Linked DNA regions of Callithrix jacchus: region 2 is linked to region 1. Evidence: chromatin contacts called from public Hi-C data. All regions are on one chromosome and are shown on one strand. Each heading gives the region's core, a stretch centred on a gene start, on an enhancer-like site or on the middle of the called end of the contact. The rest is flanking DNA. Distances are from core to core; before and after follow the strand shown.

Region 1 (7,603 bases), core at 2,369-4,868:
GATCATTCTGAAGTAGATCCAATCAATGCCTTCTCCTTTAGTCCCCCACCCCATCTAACACAGGGTTGGTACACCCCAGGGATCCAAGTGCAATATGTTTGTAGGGCAGGAGAATGAGGAGAGGTCTGGTACCCCAGACCTGACACCTGATGTGTTCTGTGTGTCAACCTGTGCCTGAATGGGAGTTGGGATAGCTCTTTTACCAGGCCCCTGGAGGAAATGACTGAGAATGGGGAAGGGGTACAGTGCAGGAAGCTCCAGGAATAATCAGGGAAGGAGGCTGGCTCCCTGGGGAGCAGGGTAGAGGGTGAGGTGGAAGGGGACAGCATGGGGCAGGTCCCTTTCCAGTGCCTGAGTGGTCTCTGCCAAAACCTAGGTAAGGAGCCCAAGCCTGAGGCTCCCTCTCCAATGCCCAGCCTGTGACTGGGAGCCCAGGCGCAGGGAGAATCGGCGTGTCCCTAGCGGTGTGGTGCAGTGGAAACTGCATCCAATGGGCAGGCGGGCGGCCTGGGCCCTCATCCAGGGCCTGCTGCCAGTTGATGCCCTGGCAAGACTCCTATCCCCTCAGTCTCACCGTCTGAGAAATGAACTCATGGGACTAAACTATCTCCAAGCACATTCTCAGTCACGGTTTAGGATTTATACTTGCCCATATTCAAAAGCCTTCCATGTGCCCCTCCCACCCCCAGCTGCCAGCAGGACACTGTTCCAGAGGTGCTTGGGGACCCTGGAGGTAGACACACATAGGTTGGATTCCAGCTTTCCCATCTACTAACTGTGCGACCAGTTCATGCCTAAATACAGACCTCAGTGCCTTCCTTGTAAATGATCACAGTAAAATCACCTCAGGTACTGCTGAGAGCACTAAAGGAAGATGTGTGAAGGTGCCTCTCTCAGAGCTTGGCCCCAAGACCTTCGATGAACTATATTTCTCCCCTGACTTCCAGTGTCACGTCCCCTCTCCCCATCTTTCCCCATCCTGCCTGATTCAGCAAGCCCAGATGGAGCTACACCTCCTGCAAGAAGCCCTCCCAGCCCTCTCTGCCTCAGCATCCTGCACTCAGTTTCCCACTAGACACACACAGGTGGCTTCTTGGTGTCAAGACTGTATGCTGGGTGCTGTGAGCACAGCATAGCTCTGACACTGCCACTGTCTTCCAAAAACAGGGTGGAGAGGGGAAATGAGACAGAACACAAATGACTAAAACTCGCTACCAGCAGGGAGAGGGCCAGAGAAGGGGGAGTCCTAAGCTAGCTAAAAAGGGTTAGGGAAGTCTTCCTGGAAGAGGCATCTGAACTCTCTACTCTTAAGGACAGTGAACATATCTACAGGGAGGAGTAGGTCAGGACATGGGGAGCAAGGAGGTGGGAGTGATTCCCAAGCACAGGACACACTTGGGAGAAATGTGTTCTGATGGGGGTTTAGCCCAAGCGGATGGGGGGGGGACGTGGAAAAAGACCCTGGACTGCTCCTCCCATCTGTGTTTCTGCCCCATCATGGCTGGTGAGGGACAGAAGCTGCCAGCACTAACCCTGAGAGCTATGGGCTCGCAGAGCAGGACACCCTGGCTCTACAATGCTGCCCCTGGGCATCTAGAGCTGTTCAGGCCCACAAGTCTCCCCTCCTCCACTGGCACACCTCCTTCCTCTGACCCAGCATGGAGGCACCACAGGGCACAGCCCCCTCCCTTTATATCCCTCACAAGAGGCCACCCCTCCCACAGGGAGGCTGACAGCTCACCTCCTAGGCACAGGCACCCCTCCAGCCTCCTCTCCCCCAAAGGCATAGACTATCACCACTCTCCAACAAGATGGCCAGGGGAGTAGCTGGGTCCAGAGGCCACAATACAAGCAAGCCCCTGTCCCCTCCTAAGATGGCTCCCCCCTTTCACTGGCTGGCACTGAGGCCTCCCTGGGGTACCCCTGCCCCTCCCCCAGGCCCTAAATGCATCTGGGCTGAGACAGTCAGGGAAGTGGAAAAAAGCAACCTGGGTGGGCACAGACAAATCTCCAGCTCTCAATACCCTGTCCTCACACCAGCAGGGGTCATCACCAGTCACCCTCATCCTGATCTAGGTAAGGGGGGGCAGCAGCCACCCCATGGAGAACTCAGATCTCAGGTCACCTGCCGAGTTCCTCACCCCAGGCTGGTTAGTGCTCTAGGGTGAACTCTGGCACCACGAGAAGAACTATGGGCCCATGGTCACACTCCTCACCCTGGGGACAGCTCCAGGAAGGGCAATGATAGAGATTTGGGAGGGAAAGCCGACATTGGCTCCAAGTCATTATTCCAGCGCTCTAAGAAGGGTGCCACGGAGGAAAGGGTAAAACAAGAGTCACACAAAGCAGACTAGGGGGAGGAGGGGGAAGTTCCCCAATGTCCACGGCCTGGGAATGGGTTTCTCTGCTATGCCCCCAAGGACAGGGTGGGGACGTTCCTTGGGGACGCCTCAAAGCGACAGTCCCTTGTCACCCCACCAGACCTCCCACCCGGCATCCCACCCTGCAAGAGATCACGCACACAGCTGCTCCCAGTACGCCCCCGCCTGTCCGCTGGCCGGCCCCACGCCCTGGGCGCACACTCTGTGACCCCTGGGGGTGCCAAAGAGCCCTCCTCCTGACAGCCCGCCTGGAGCCCAGCGCACCTAGCAGCCCCTGGAAGCCCCAGTCGGCGTCCCCAGCCCCCTCCCCAGCCGGACGCCCCCACCTTCCAGCCGGCCGAGCTGTTGCTGTCGCCTTTATCCTTGAAGTAGGGCACGTAACGGACCATCCAGTCGTAGATCTGCGAGAGCGTGAGCCGCTTGTCCGGGGCACTCTCGATGGCTTTGGTGATGAGGTCGGCGTAGGACAGGTTCCCCCACGCGTTCCGCCTGGAGCTCTTCGCTTTGCGCAGCGGTCCGACCTCCGCGCCCAGTGGCGGCGCTGGGGCCATCGCCGGGGCAGTCGCCCGGCGCTCCGGCCCGCAGTCCTCCGCGCCCTCGGCCACCCCTGCGCCCAGCGCTCCGTCCTCGTCGCCAGCCAAGTCGGGCTGCGGCAGGGGCCAGGTACACGAGCGCGGCCGGCTCTGCGGCGCGAAGTCCGGGTCCACGTCCACCTGATGCGCTCGCAGCTTCGCAGCCATGGTCCCGCCCGGCTCGGGCGAGGAGGGGAGGGAGGCTCTGCAGAGGGTGGGAGGGCGGCTCCGGGATCTGCACGCCCCGGGGAGGCCCGCGGGAGGGGTCTCTGGCGGCGCTGTCTCAGCCGCGGGGCGCCATGGGCCGAGGCGCGGAGGTAGGGGGCTGGACGCGCTGGGGAACACGAAGGGAGGGAAAGACCCGGGCAGTGAGGGGGCGGCGGCCCGGGAGCCCAGCGGACACACACCTCGCCCAGCCCGGCTTCTAGCACCTGCTGCCTGCCTGCGCCTGCAGCCACCACAGCCACCGCCGCTGCCGCCGCTCCCCAGGCGCCGGCCCTGCGCACGGGCCCCGCTCTCCCGGGACGAGGCCGTACTGCACCATGCCGGAGCCCGAGCCGGTGCCGGAGCCCGCGCCGCCGCCCCGTGAATGCCGCTGCCGCCGCCGCCGCTCCGGCTCCAGCGCCAGCTCCCGCGCCCGCCGCGCTCAGCGCCGGCTGCGCCTCGGGATGGGCGGGGGACGGGGAGGGGGCGGGCCCGGCGAGGGAGGGGGCGGGGCTTTCCGCTTGCTGCCGCGGAACCCTCGACAGGCCCAGGTGCCCCGCCCTCGAGCTGGGAGACCGGACGCGGAGCTCCCAGCTCGGGGCGACCCCGCCGCAGCCCCTGCAAGCAATAGCGCCGCCTACGGAGCAGGGGCGGAGCGGCGGGCGCGACCCCGCCCCCTGCTCGGCGCGGAGGGGGGGGTCTAGGGGGCGGGGCATCAGCGTTCCGATTGGTCCGTTGCTGGACTGTCCCGCCCATGGGCTCGACAAGCTCCCTCCCAGAAGCGCGTCACCGGTTATTGTTACAACCTGGGGTTTCCCGGGGCAACGGGATGGGCGGGGCTCAGAGCACTGGCCCCGCCTTCTACTCCAGAGAGGAATGCCCGCCCTCTGTTTCTAGACCCCCTGACGTTCCCAAGTCTCCGTTCCAGGAACCTGAGAGGGAGAATGATCGAACTCTCTACTCTTCTTTGTGCCCTGGACTGGGCTGGGGAAAAAGAATGGGTCAAGAATACCTGCGTTCCTAGGCCAGGCTTTGCCACAACTCTCGCTCCTCCATCAGCAAACGTGTTCTTCATGGTGCCTGTGGGCATAGTTTGAGAGCTCCAGTTCTCAAAGTTTAACGCGGAGCAGAATCATCCCCTAGAGCTTGTTAACATTACTGGACTCCAGCTCCAGAGTTTCCGATTCGGCGGGTCTGTGTTGGGGCCCCAGACTTTGCATTTCTAACCAGCTCCCGGGTGATGCATGAGGGACTGCACTTGCAAACCACTGTTGTAGAGTCTGTGGGAGGTCCTCACCGCGGTTGTTGGAACAAGCACTTGTCTGAAGTTCATAGTGTTTGGAGGGAACCTTCTCATTCAGTTCCTGGATATTTATTGACCTCCTTTGGCACACCAGGCACTGTCCAGGGCTCTACAATGAGAGCAGCAACTGAAACAAATGAGGTCCCCTACTGCATAGACTCGTCAGGAGTCAGATGCTAATCAGATCATCACATGAGCTCAGAAGGGCGAGGCTAGCTGAGAGATTGGGCAGTCCATGGCTTCATCCTACAGGCTGCTGAGCTAGGTTTCCAGTCACCACTGCACCTGCTGGCCTTTGCTCAGGGTATTTATGCCCTCTGCCTAGGACACCATTTTCCCTCCGCAAGGCCCTCATCAGAGATTCTCCCACTATTAAAAGCTCAGTGCAAATGTCAACTTATCCCTGACACCTTCTCTAGCCCCCAACTCCCAACACTTGTCTCTGTTCTCTGCTTGCCCAGACCGCTTGTTGAGCTGCCAGCAACACCTCGTCCCCCTTTAGCACAATATTCCTATTTTGCCAGTCAAGAAACTGAGCCCTAGAATGGGCAGGTGACTTGCCCAGGTGGCATGGCCAGGACTGGAATCTCCAGATCCTGACTTCTTCACCAGCCAGTACCTTGCTCCTGAGGAGCCTGGAGATGCAAAGATCTCTGGGCAGTGGGAGGGCTGAGCCCAGGCCATGGGAGATGGCCTCCTTTCTCAAAAATTTCTTTCTTCCAGTTTAGGACCTGAGGAGCAGGGCCAAGGGTGAGGGTGGGAGTGGGGCTGGAGGACCCCCTCCTCATCCCCCAGGGTGGGAGCAGGCCTTGCTTGCAGATGCCTGGTGTGACATCTGCTTGAGTCACATCCCAAAGCAAGGGTAGGCATGGGAAGTGCTGGCTGACAACCCCCCCGCCCCATACATACACACACCCTGCAGGTGGTTCTGTTTAGAGTCACAAGGAGCCTGAAATCATTGCTGAATCCCCCTCCACCACCACATCTCTCAGATGCCCTCCATGCCTGGGGAGTCCACACTGGGGGCTGCCCCCTAAGGGACCCTGGAGATTGAGCAAGCCTCTTCACAGTCTCCAGCCCCGACCCAGCTCTGAGCTGTGAGACAGAGGCCTGCTGAAAGCCAGACCAGTGTTGGGAGGATCTTTAGCTGGGGGCCCTGGCACAGGCTGCCACCATGGGTCTGGGAAGCCAGGCTGGCAGGGATGCACTAGAGGCTGACTCGGGCTCTGCTCAGGCCCCTGCCCTGCCCAGTGTCCACAGCTGCTACCTGGACTCTCCTCTGAGGCCCATGTCTGGTACACTCAGCCCTACACACACACACACACACACACACACACACACACACACATTCAAACTCATACCCAATAGTGCACTCTCACATGCTTCTTCACTCACAACTTGGCCCCTGCTCACACATTCATTATGAGGCAGTATAACATAGTGATTAAGAGCATGGGCAAGTTACATAACTGCTCAAAGCCACTCTTTCCTACTCTACAAATGACTATCATATTAGCAATACCTTCGCAGGATATTTGAAAAGTTAAATACGTTTATGAATGTGAGCACCAGGCTCAGAATAAGCAGGCAGTAAATGCTAGCTGTTTTTATTGCTACTGTTGTGTATACGCATCTCCCCTTCCTACTTTGCCCATCTCATGCCGTCCCACCTGCTCTTACCATGCACACACTCACAGCTGCTCTCACACATGGGCTCACTCACAAGCACTCTCACCACGTGCCTCATACGTGTGTCCGAATTACACAGACCTATGGTTTCTACCTACAGTTCCCTTGACCACCAGTTCCCACCCTTCCCTCCTCCCCCAGGTTGGCTCTCAAGCTCCCATCCACCCTCCCTTCCACACCCACATTCATTCCTGATCACAAACAAGCCCCCACTTGCTTCCCCTTTCATTCCTCCTTTTTCCTTTTTCCACACGCAGCCACATTTTCTTCACTCGCACCTTCCTGGACCCTGGAACATGCTCGCATTCCAGTGCACACGCATGCGCTTGCCCACAGGAAGATGGATGTTCACGTTACCCACTCAGCTGGTGCTTAGATCACAAAACTTGTACACATACACTCAAACAATCCCAGTGAATGCCTCAATACCTCGGCTGGCTCACCCACTCCCAGCGGGGAGTACACACCATGCAATTCTCTCAATGCACACTGCCATGGGCAGACACCCCCCCACCTGGGGCTATAGTGGCACTACCCTGGCCCTCGAGAAACTGTCTCCTCCCTGTCACTTCCCCTCCTCCAGTCCCAGCTCCCAGCCCCTCCCAGTGCTCAGAATAGCCCCTGCCACCACTGCTGCTGCCACTGCTGAGCCGTCAGGGCCCGCCAGAGCCCGCTTCCCAGTGCTCGATGCCAGCTCTCCCGGCTCACTCAGGGCAAGTGAGGACAGGAGGACGAGCTTCTCTGAGGCCTGATGGGCATAGCTGCCCTGCATCCCCAACAGCCCCTTCCAGAGCCCACCTGGAGGAAGTCAGCCCTCCTGGGACTGGCTGTTGCCACTTGCTCAGTTTTCACCTGTGACCCTGGTCCTCATAACCCCAGCAGAAAGCAGAGAGGGCTGCCTCTCAGAGAAACCCAGGTCTGCGGGGGAGGAGGTTTGCTCAAGGAAGTGCAGTAAGTTGGGAGCACAGCCAGACCGCAGTCAACCCAATCATTCCTAGCCCATCACTCTGGGGCTTGAGAAGACCCTCCCCCAAATCACATGGTTATCAAGAACCCCCACCCTGCCAGCACTGAGAGAGCCTGGTTGACATTTAATGCCACCGTTGCCAGGAAAAAAGAATAGCACAGGGGTGAGGTCTGGGGACACCTCTGGAGGGGTGGTGACCAGAGGAAGCCTCCAGAGGCAAAGAGGGGGAGTGTCTACAGAAGCCAGAGGGGATATCAGGACAGCTGGGAGTGCCTCCAGGACAGGCTCAGGCCTGGCCCCTGCAGAGACAGTGTCAGGGAGTGGGTGGGGCTGAGCTGAGGAGGCAAGGCTGAAGGGACAGTGCAGCAATGCAGGCCTCCATGAGAAGACCCAAGGCCCCTCCTCGGCCTGCACAGACCACAGGCCAGACCTGGGCAGAGAGTTCTGCTGGCTTTGGGCAGGCAGCTTACAGCAGCAACTGCTGGGT
Region 2 (7,603 bases), core at 2,058-4,557, 61 kb before region 1:
GAGATCAAGGCTCCCAGCATGGGTGACAGAGGCACTCTCAGAACTTTGGGAGGCTGAGGTGGGCGGACCACCTGAGGTCAGGAGATTGAGACCAGCCTGGGCAACATGGTAAAAGCCCATCTCTACTAAAAATACAAAAATTAGCTGGGCGTGGTGGTGGGTGCCTGTAATCCCAGCTACAGGGGTGGCTGAGGCAGAAGAATCACTTGAATTCAGATACAGAGGTTGCAGTGAGCTGAGATTACACCATTGCACTCCAGCCTGGGTGACAGAACAAGACTCCCCATCTCAAAACACAAACAAGCCAAAAAACAAAAAACAAAACAACTCTCTCTTAGTCCCACACTTGGCTCCAACCAGGACCCATCTTTCTTCCCGCTTCCCAGCAAAATGTATTCAAGGGTTACCTTTATGGCCAATGTCGCCATTGCACCTGCTGTCTGCTTCCCAGGCCAGCTGCTGTCCACCTCATAGTCCACCAAAACTGTTCTTACTGAGTCACTCAACACATTGTTGCTAAATACAGGAAGTGCTTTTCCCTTCCCACCCCCACCAAGAGGCAGACAGCCTAACAACAACCCTGTGAAGTAGATACTGTGATTGATTATCCCCATTTTGCAGAAGGGATACTGAGGCACGAGACCGTAACAGATTTGCTGGAAGTGAAATAGCAGGTAAACCTCAGAGCTTATCAGGCTCCCTCCCCTCAGTCCCACAAGAACCTCAGACTTGCCACAATCAAAATGAGCTCACTGACTCTGCCCTGACCTTCTTATTCCTGGCCAAGCTGGGCGCTGGATCAGACAATTAGAAGCAGCTAGACCTTGGGGGATTGTGTTAATGCCGGTGAAGTGCTTAGCACGGAGCTCAACACAGAAATGCTTGATGAAGGCCAGCTTCTATGTGTTGCTATGACACGCACATATACACACACACACATATACACAAACATATACACACAGGCACGCACGCACACATACACAGGCCACCCAAGGTCTGGCGACTCAGCACGCTGGCCTTTTTACACTTTATCAATCAGAGCAGCATGGATTTATAGCCCTGTGTGTTTGGCATAAATGCACTATTTTTCAAAAGCCAAAATAAAACTCCAAGAAGCTGTAAAAACCCAGGAGTTTGGAAGATTCCCTGCAGGGTCAATTAGGGTGAATTAGAACCTACAAATGTGAATCTACCCAACCACGTAATGGCAACTTGGACAGTGCACCTCGGAATGCTAATGAAGGCAGCGGCTGTTGGGGAGAGAGCCAGGCTGGCCTTCCGTCTGAGGCCTGTGGGGAGGGGGCAGGACCTCGCTCACCCCTGGGCTGTGTGATGGGGGCAAAGCTGGGCCCCACTCTGAGCAGCAGTTTCTTCATCTGGACATGGGGCTACTGCGGATTACTCTGGAGGGGTAAGTTCCGTCCTTATGTGAGGACTTAAAATTCTGTGTGCAGTCATTTTCATCCCTCGGCAAACATCTCAGGACTTGTGATAGTGGTTACAGGAAAAATGTGAAAGTCACCAACATTTGCTATGCATGACTGCCTCTGCAAGACAGAGTCATGCTCCCCTTCCACTGACAGAACTCAGGAGTCCCTGCTTTGGACAAGGGAGAGTGTAGGAAGTTGGATCCAGTCTCAGGTATCACACCTAGGGATGATTACAATTTTCCTCATTCTGCAGACAGAGACTGATACCTGACTCCCACACCCGGGACTGTAACCTCTCCACGCATGTGACCCAGGCCCAGCCTTGCCCACCTCCCTATGTGGTGAGGTCACAGACCTGCCCATGGCCCTGCCTGCTCCCTCAGTGCCCCCCTTGCCTAGGAAAGAACACAGCTCTTGGATCCAGAAAGCCAGGCTCTACATGCACCGCTGAGCAACCAGGAACAAGCCTGGTTGTAAGATGAGGAGGATAACTCCTGTAAAACACACACAGTGCCTGGCACTGAGTAAGAGCTCAACCAAGGTTAGACAGTTTAAAGGTCCTCACAAGCCCTTCGTGAGATAGGATCTATTACCCCCATTCTGCAGATAAGTAAACTGAGACTCAGAGAGGCTTAGCAACTTGCCCAAGGTCACAGAGCTAAGCAGCAGGAGGAGCAGGAGCTGGGGCTCAAACCAAGTCTGCCTGGCTCCAAAGGGCTCAGGATAAACCGGGCCCCATTATCTCGGGCAAGAAAAGGAAGAGGGAGGGGTAGAGAAGGGAAAGAGGAGAGAAAACAGAAGGGAGGTTTGTCATTGGCAGAGGGGACATTCCGGCAGAGGTGAAGCCAGGTGCAGGGAACTGCCTTAGGCAGAGGTTGACAGTTCACAGGAGCCAGTGGGGGCAGTGCGGGCTGGCAGTGGATGCCCTCACCCTCTCTGTCTTCTCCAGTGACCTTGCCGGCTCAGCTGTGCCACCAGCATCCCAATGAGGTGCTGCAGGTAGGGGTTTGGAGTGGCACTCCCACATGACAGGACTCAACAGGTCCTCCCCCTGCTAGGACCAGAACCAGGGTTCTGGCCTCCTTCCCTGGTAGCCAAGTGCCCCCAGGAGCTCTGTTTGGGGCCATGGGGACAGGAGGTAGGCCTGAGCCCTGAGCAGCCAACAGCCTGAGGTGGCCTCCAACCAATCCCAGAGACCTGGGGCACCTGCAAGGTGGATGGGACGCACCCACAGCTGCCAGGCTCCCAAAGTCACCTGAGGTCCCCGCCCATCTCTCCCCGAGGCCTCTGACAGCTGGGAATTCCTTGGGCATGACAAAGTTGGCCAAGCAGGGGGCTGGGAACCTGGCCTGGCAGCCTAGGCAGGGTTCTGGTTACAGCTTTGGCTGCAAGCTGGCTGTGAGGTCATGGGCATGTCACCCCCCCCTCCCTGGGACTCAGCGTCCCCACAGCCAGCTGTGGCAGTGCTGGCCTAGCCTGGAATTGGCCGAATTGGAAAAGGACTTTCCAAGCAGGAAACTTCAGAATCTGGATTCACAGAAGCCGGGGCTGGAAGGAACGAACCTCTGGCTGTGATTTCCTAACACTGGTTTACAGCTGACAGTGTCAGAATCGCCCTGGAAATGTGTGAAAATGTAGATCTAAGGGATCCCTTTCATCTCCAGTAGAGGAGTGGACTGTGGACCCAGGCACCTGGAGATTTGACAAGAATCCCAGGTCCATGCCCTCAGAGGGTTTCTTGCCCCTTCTGCCGGGGGAAGCTCTTCCAGAAAGAGGATGCCCCAGGATCCCTGAGCCTCCCTAGATATTTGCAGTCTCCTCAGAAGCCTAGAGCTGGGTTCTAGCTTTCACTCCCACCAGCAAACTTTCCATAGAATTCTCTGCCACCACCTCTCTGTCCAGGTCCTCTCCACCCAGGCCACAACTACTGGCCATTCCCACTTTCCCTCCTACCCAAGGCTTAAGGCTAGTTTTTTTGTTTTCTGCTTTTTCAGTTGAGGTCAGACTTGCATACTTGCATAGAGTAAAGGGCACTATTTTGAAGTGAACAGCTCGATGTATTTTTTTTAAGGTGGGGTCTTGCCCTGTCACCCAGGCTGGAGTGCAGTGGCTCGATCTCGGCTCACTGCAGCCTCTGCCTCCCTGGTTCAAGCAATTCTCCTGCCTCAGCCTCCCAAGTAGCTGGGATTACAGTCATGTGCCCCCACGCCTGGCTACTTTTTGTATTTTTAGTAGAGACGGGGTTTCTCCATGTTGGTCACGCTGGTCTCAAACTCCCAACTTCATGATCTGCCCACCTCAGCCTCCCAAAGTGCTGGGATTACAGGCGTGAGCCATCCCGCCTGGACAGCTCGATGTGTTTCTACCTGTGAACCCTCTGTGTCACTTCCCCCGGGCTAAGCTCTAGACCTTTTCCCTCACCCCACAGAGCTCCCATCAAGTCTCCCTGCCTTGCCTCCTGCACTGTTCTGAGTCCGTCACCATGGATGGATGTGAGAGGCCTGTTTCTGGAGTGATCTGTGCGTTCAGCACCTGGAATGCAGGCTCTCTGAAGACAGGCTGTCCTGTTCCTTACATTGTCTGGCACCAGGCAGGTGCTGGGAAGCCTGCGGCCCCCTCCAGTAGCTCCCACTGGCTCCTAGACACTTCCCTTCCCCTTCCTCCCTCAGCCCTGACCTGCACACAGCTCAGACACACCCACTGACCCCAGCCACACCCATATCCAAGCTCACGCCCACCCTTGCCCGGTGCATTTCCTCCAGCGGCCTTCCCACTTAGGATTGGGTGGCCCCCAGCTCCTACCCACTGTGGCCTCCCTCACCCCAGAGCACGGCACCGGTAGTGTTTTGTCTCCTGTGCCCATCTCACTGCCTCACCATGCTGGGTTTGACAATTGCACTGCCACCCATTAGCCCTACCATACACCCTCATACTCACACGTGTGACCATGGGCCAGTCACTCACCTTCTCTGGGCCTCAGTTTCCCCATGTGTAAAATGACACAATCAGGCTAAGTGGATTCTGTGAGCTCCTTTGGCTCTGATAATAGCAGTTGTAAATAAATATTTAGACAAATAAGTAGCCCCAAAGAATGGCTCATCACTGATGGCGGGATTGTAGCATCTGCTGGAGGCCTTTTAGAGGCAGAATTCCAAGTGTGGTGTCAAGAGCGCTGGCTGTGGAGCCGACTGCCTGGGTTAAAACCCTGGGTCTCAACTTTCCCGTCTGACAGATGGAGGTAATGGTGGGGCAGGTGATGGCGAAATAAGAGAGTGCATAGAAGTACCTGCGGTGCATGGAAGCCTGGCACTCACCTTGTGCTCAGTAGCGTGCAGCTCCTACTGGCATTCGAAGGGCACAGTCACTCAGCAAGGTCCTGGAGTCCACATCCGCCCAGGACAAGAGGGCGGAGCAAAATGTGGCAGCAGTTTCTTCTGTTTGCCACCAGAGGGCACTATGATGCAGCCAAGTGCATCAAGGCCTCCCAACTCACCCCGGGAAAACCACTCCTGAGGGAGGAGGGCAATGCCAGCTAGAGCCTGCCGAGAGGGCAAAGACAAGCCTTCGCCTTCCAGAAGGACATCCACCAGTGCAGCCCTTTCTCCAGAAGATGCCCCACACCACCTCAGCCTGACATTCTGTCCATTTCTATCACAGCCTATCCACAACAGCCTAGAGAACACCAACCTTCCTACCAAAGCCATTAGACCCATTTCACAGATGGGGAAACTGAGGCCCAAGAGAAGGCAAAGCCAGCCCCAGGTCATGGGTGAATTTTGGCCTCCCTGTTCCAACTGGCTTCCCTGCACATTCTCTAAGCATCCGTGGTGTGACTCAACGGAGGCTGGGGCACCAGCACCTACGATGCCTCCCAGGCTCCCTGAAGGCTTTGGGAGACAAGGGAAGCCACAAGTGTGATGGTGGGGAGGCCTCAGGGTGAGGGATGGAGAGAGCTCAGGGTGGGACCCAGAGGGAGGCAGAGTAAAGCAATCCGGGAAACAGAGCGGGGCACAAGAGAGATGTGGGAGAGACATTCGGAAGAGATGGGTGGGACAGGAAGAGAGACAGATGGACAGATGGAAAAATTGAACCCTGAGGGAGAACTCAGGGAGCAAAGGCCACCGCAGGAGGAGGAGGAAGGGAGAAGGGAGAGCTCCCAGATGCAGGGAGTGCTCTAGGAAGAGAGATGCAGCAGACACAGAGACAGCTGGGAGGGGAAGAAAGAGCCCCTCCCCTCTCACTCCACAGCCTCCTACACCCCAGAAGCTTCACCCTGGGCTGGAGGAGGGGACCCTCCTTCCCTGTCCTGGGGACTAAGCCCAGGCTTAACCCTCAGCATCTGCCCCACCCCCACCCAGCAGACTCCTGGGTCAGACACCTCCTCTTGGGGATGGCGGTTGAGCCAGGATCCCTGGGGCACCTGAGGCAGACAGGTGGGGTCCCCGAGGCCATGTTGCTAGGCGATGCGGCCCCAGGGCCAGCTTATCTCCTGAGCCTCTTCCAGGGCAGGGCTTGGGACTCACCTGGGGCCCCAACCTCCTGGAGCTCCCGCCTATTCAGCCCTGCTGGGCATCCTACAGGACCCTGTGCACTGAAGAGGCACCTCGATCTTTCCCTGGCCTCCGAAGGCAGAGGGAATGAGACTTGGTGAGCACCAGTGTTTGCCAGGCCTGGCCAGCTCCCAGCACCCTGTCCCACCCTGTCCCACCCTATCCCAGTGCTGGGCCGGTGTGCTCTTGAGAAACACTAAACTCCCAGAGAGGGCTGGTTCAAATTCCACCTGCCTTTTACAAGCTGTGTGACCTTGGGCAGGTCACTTCCCTCCTCTCCCTCTCATCTAAGGATGAGATCAGCAACCTCATCTTTAAACAAGGACAGTATCTGCTTCATAGGGTTGTCCAGAAGAGGAAGAGCCACAGTGGGGAGAGGGGACAGGAGAAGCTGATTTCCAGCTCTGCTCCTGTCCCTGAGCCTGGAGGACTGTGGCTGGGAGCACCTCCTGGCCCAGTCGGCGCTGTCCTGGCCCTGCTTTGAGCCCAGTGACTCGCAGCAGCCTCAAGGGAAGGGGCTGCCCTGACCTCTCCCCAAAGCACTTGGACAGACACCACGAGGAATGAACCCTGGGGCACAGGTGAAGCCACACCTGTGACCCTGTGTGCTGCTTTAGGGACTCAGGTAAGAGCAACTTACCTCCCAGGCCCTGTTTTAAGCACCTTGGCAAACCCACAAGGGTGCCAGGTGCCCGGGTGATAATTATTCCCATAAATGCATGCTTAGAACTATGCCTCTGCCCAAGCTCCCCAACCAGGAAGAAAGGAGCTCTGAGGCTTGGACCTAGGCTGACAGCTTCAAGAGCCCCAGCCCTTACCCTCCAGGTCTCAGTGCCTGGAAAACCCAGAGGCTCTCACTGGGAGAAGCAGGAAGGTGGAGGCTGGGCCAGGGTTCCTCCCATACTCCCACCCCACCAGTGCTAGTGCCTGGGCTTGGACAGGGCAGGTGAGAGGTCTGGAAGGCAGCAGGAGGGCCAGCCCAAGGCTAGACTCAAACTTGATTTATTTGTGCAGCCTTCAGGCTGGGTGGTAAATCTCAGGGTGCGGCCCTGGCCAGGCCCCTGGAAGGCCACAAGGGACAGCTCCAGGAAGCCTCAGAGCCTCCGGAGGGAGAGACTTCCCTCACCCTGCCCCAGAGCAGTCTCTTGGGGGAGACCCAAGAACTATCCCTGGTATCACCAGAATACTCTGGAGCTGTGGTCATGCATAGGGTGTCCAGCTCCAAGCTCCCTACCCAGGCTCACTCCCTGCCTTCCCTCCACTTTCTCCTTCCCTCCGTCCTTAGCAGGGGCAGCAGATGCAGGGTGGCAGTTGGGGGCTGCTGTTGGCAGCTGTGCCCAGGCCACTCCAACCTGTGTGTCTTCCCAGCCAGGCGCATGGTTATGTAGAGACAGATCCCTGAGGTCAAGGCCAGCCTTGTCCTGCTCTAGCCCCATGAACCCTGCAAGTCCCTTGACCTTTCACTTACAAACTTAACAAGATGAAAGTGGCCAGCATTCAGCAGGCACTCAGAAGCGACCCTCCACAGACACCAGCTCCCTTCATCCTTCCTCCAGGGCCACCAGGCACCCAGCCAGGCTGATCTGCCTTCTCTTCACGAGGCACCAGGCCCTTGGCTAGAAG

Evidence for each region. Hi-C and Micro-C count contacts between places; a contact is called where the count stands out from the background.
Region 2: a Hi-C map of skeletal muscle shows a contact between it and region 1, with 2.5 times the contacts expected there. The contact joins the enhancer-like site here to the promoter of FOXO6 in region 1. A contact is called at or near these places in 2 of 3 Hi-C or Micro-C datasets (both in skeletal muscle).

The regions. Positions count from the first base shown.
Region 1 is chr7:77,913,501-77,921,103 of calJac240_pri, reverse strand. It overlaps FOXO6 (forkhead box O6), which reads right to left and starts at 3,618. Exons shown (of 2, transcript XM_017974605.4): 1 at 2,708-3,618. The coding sequence starts at 3,121.
Region 2 is chr7:77,974,340-77,981,942 of calJac240_pri, reverse strand. No RefSeq gene overlaps it. Among named protein-coding and RNA genes, the nearest start is that of FOXO6, 61 kb to the right of the region's middle. Within about 2 kb of position 3,307, at least 3 of the 16 cell types and tissues checked have an H3K27ac peak or open chromatin away from gene starts, as enhancers often do. A contact at or near this core is called in skeletal muscle, where this site is marked.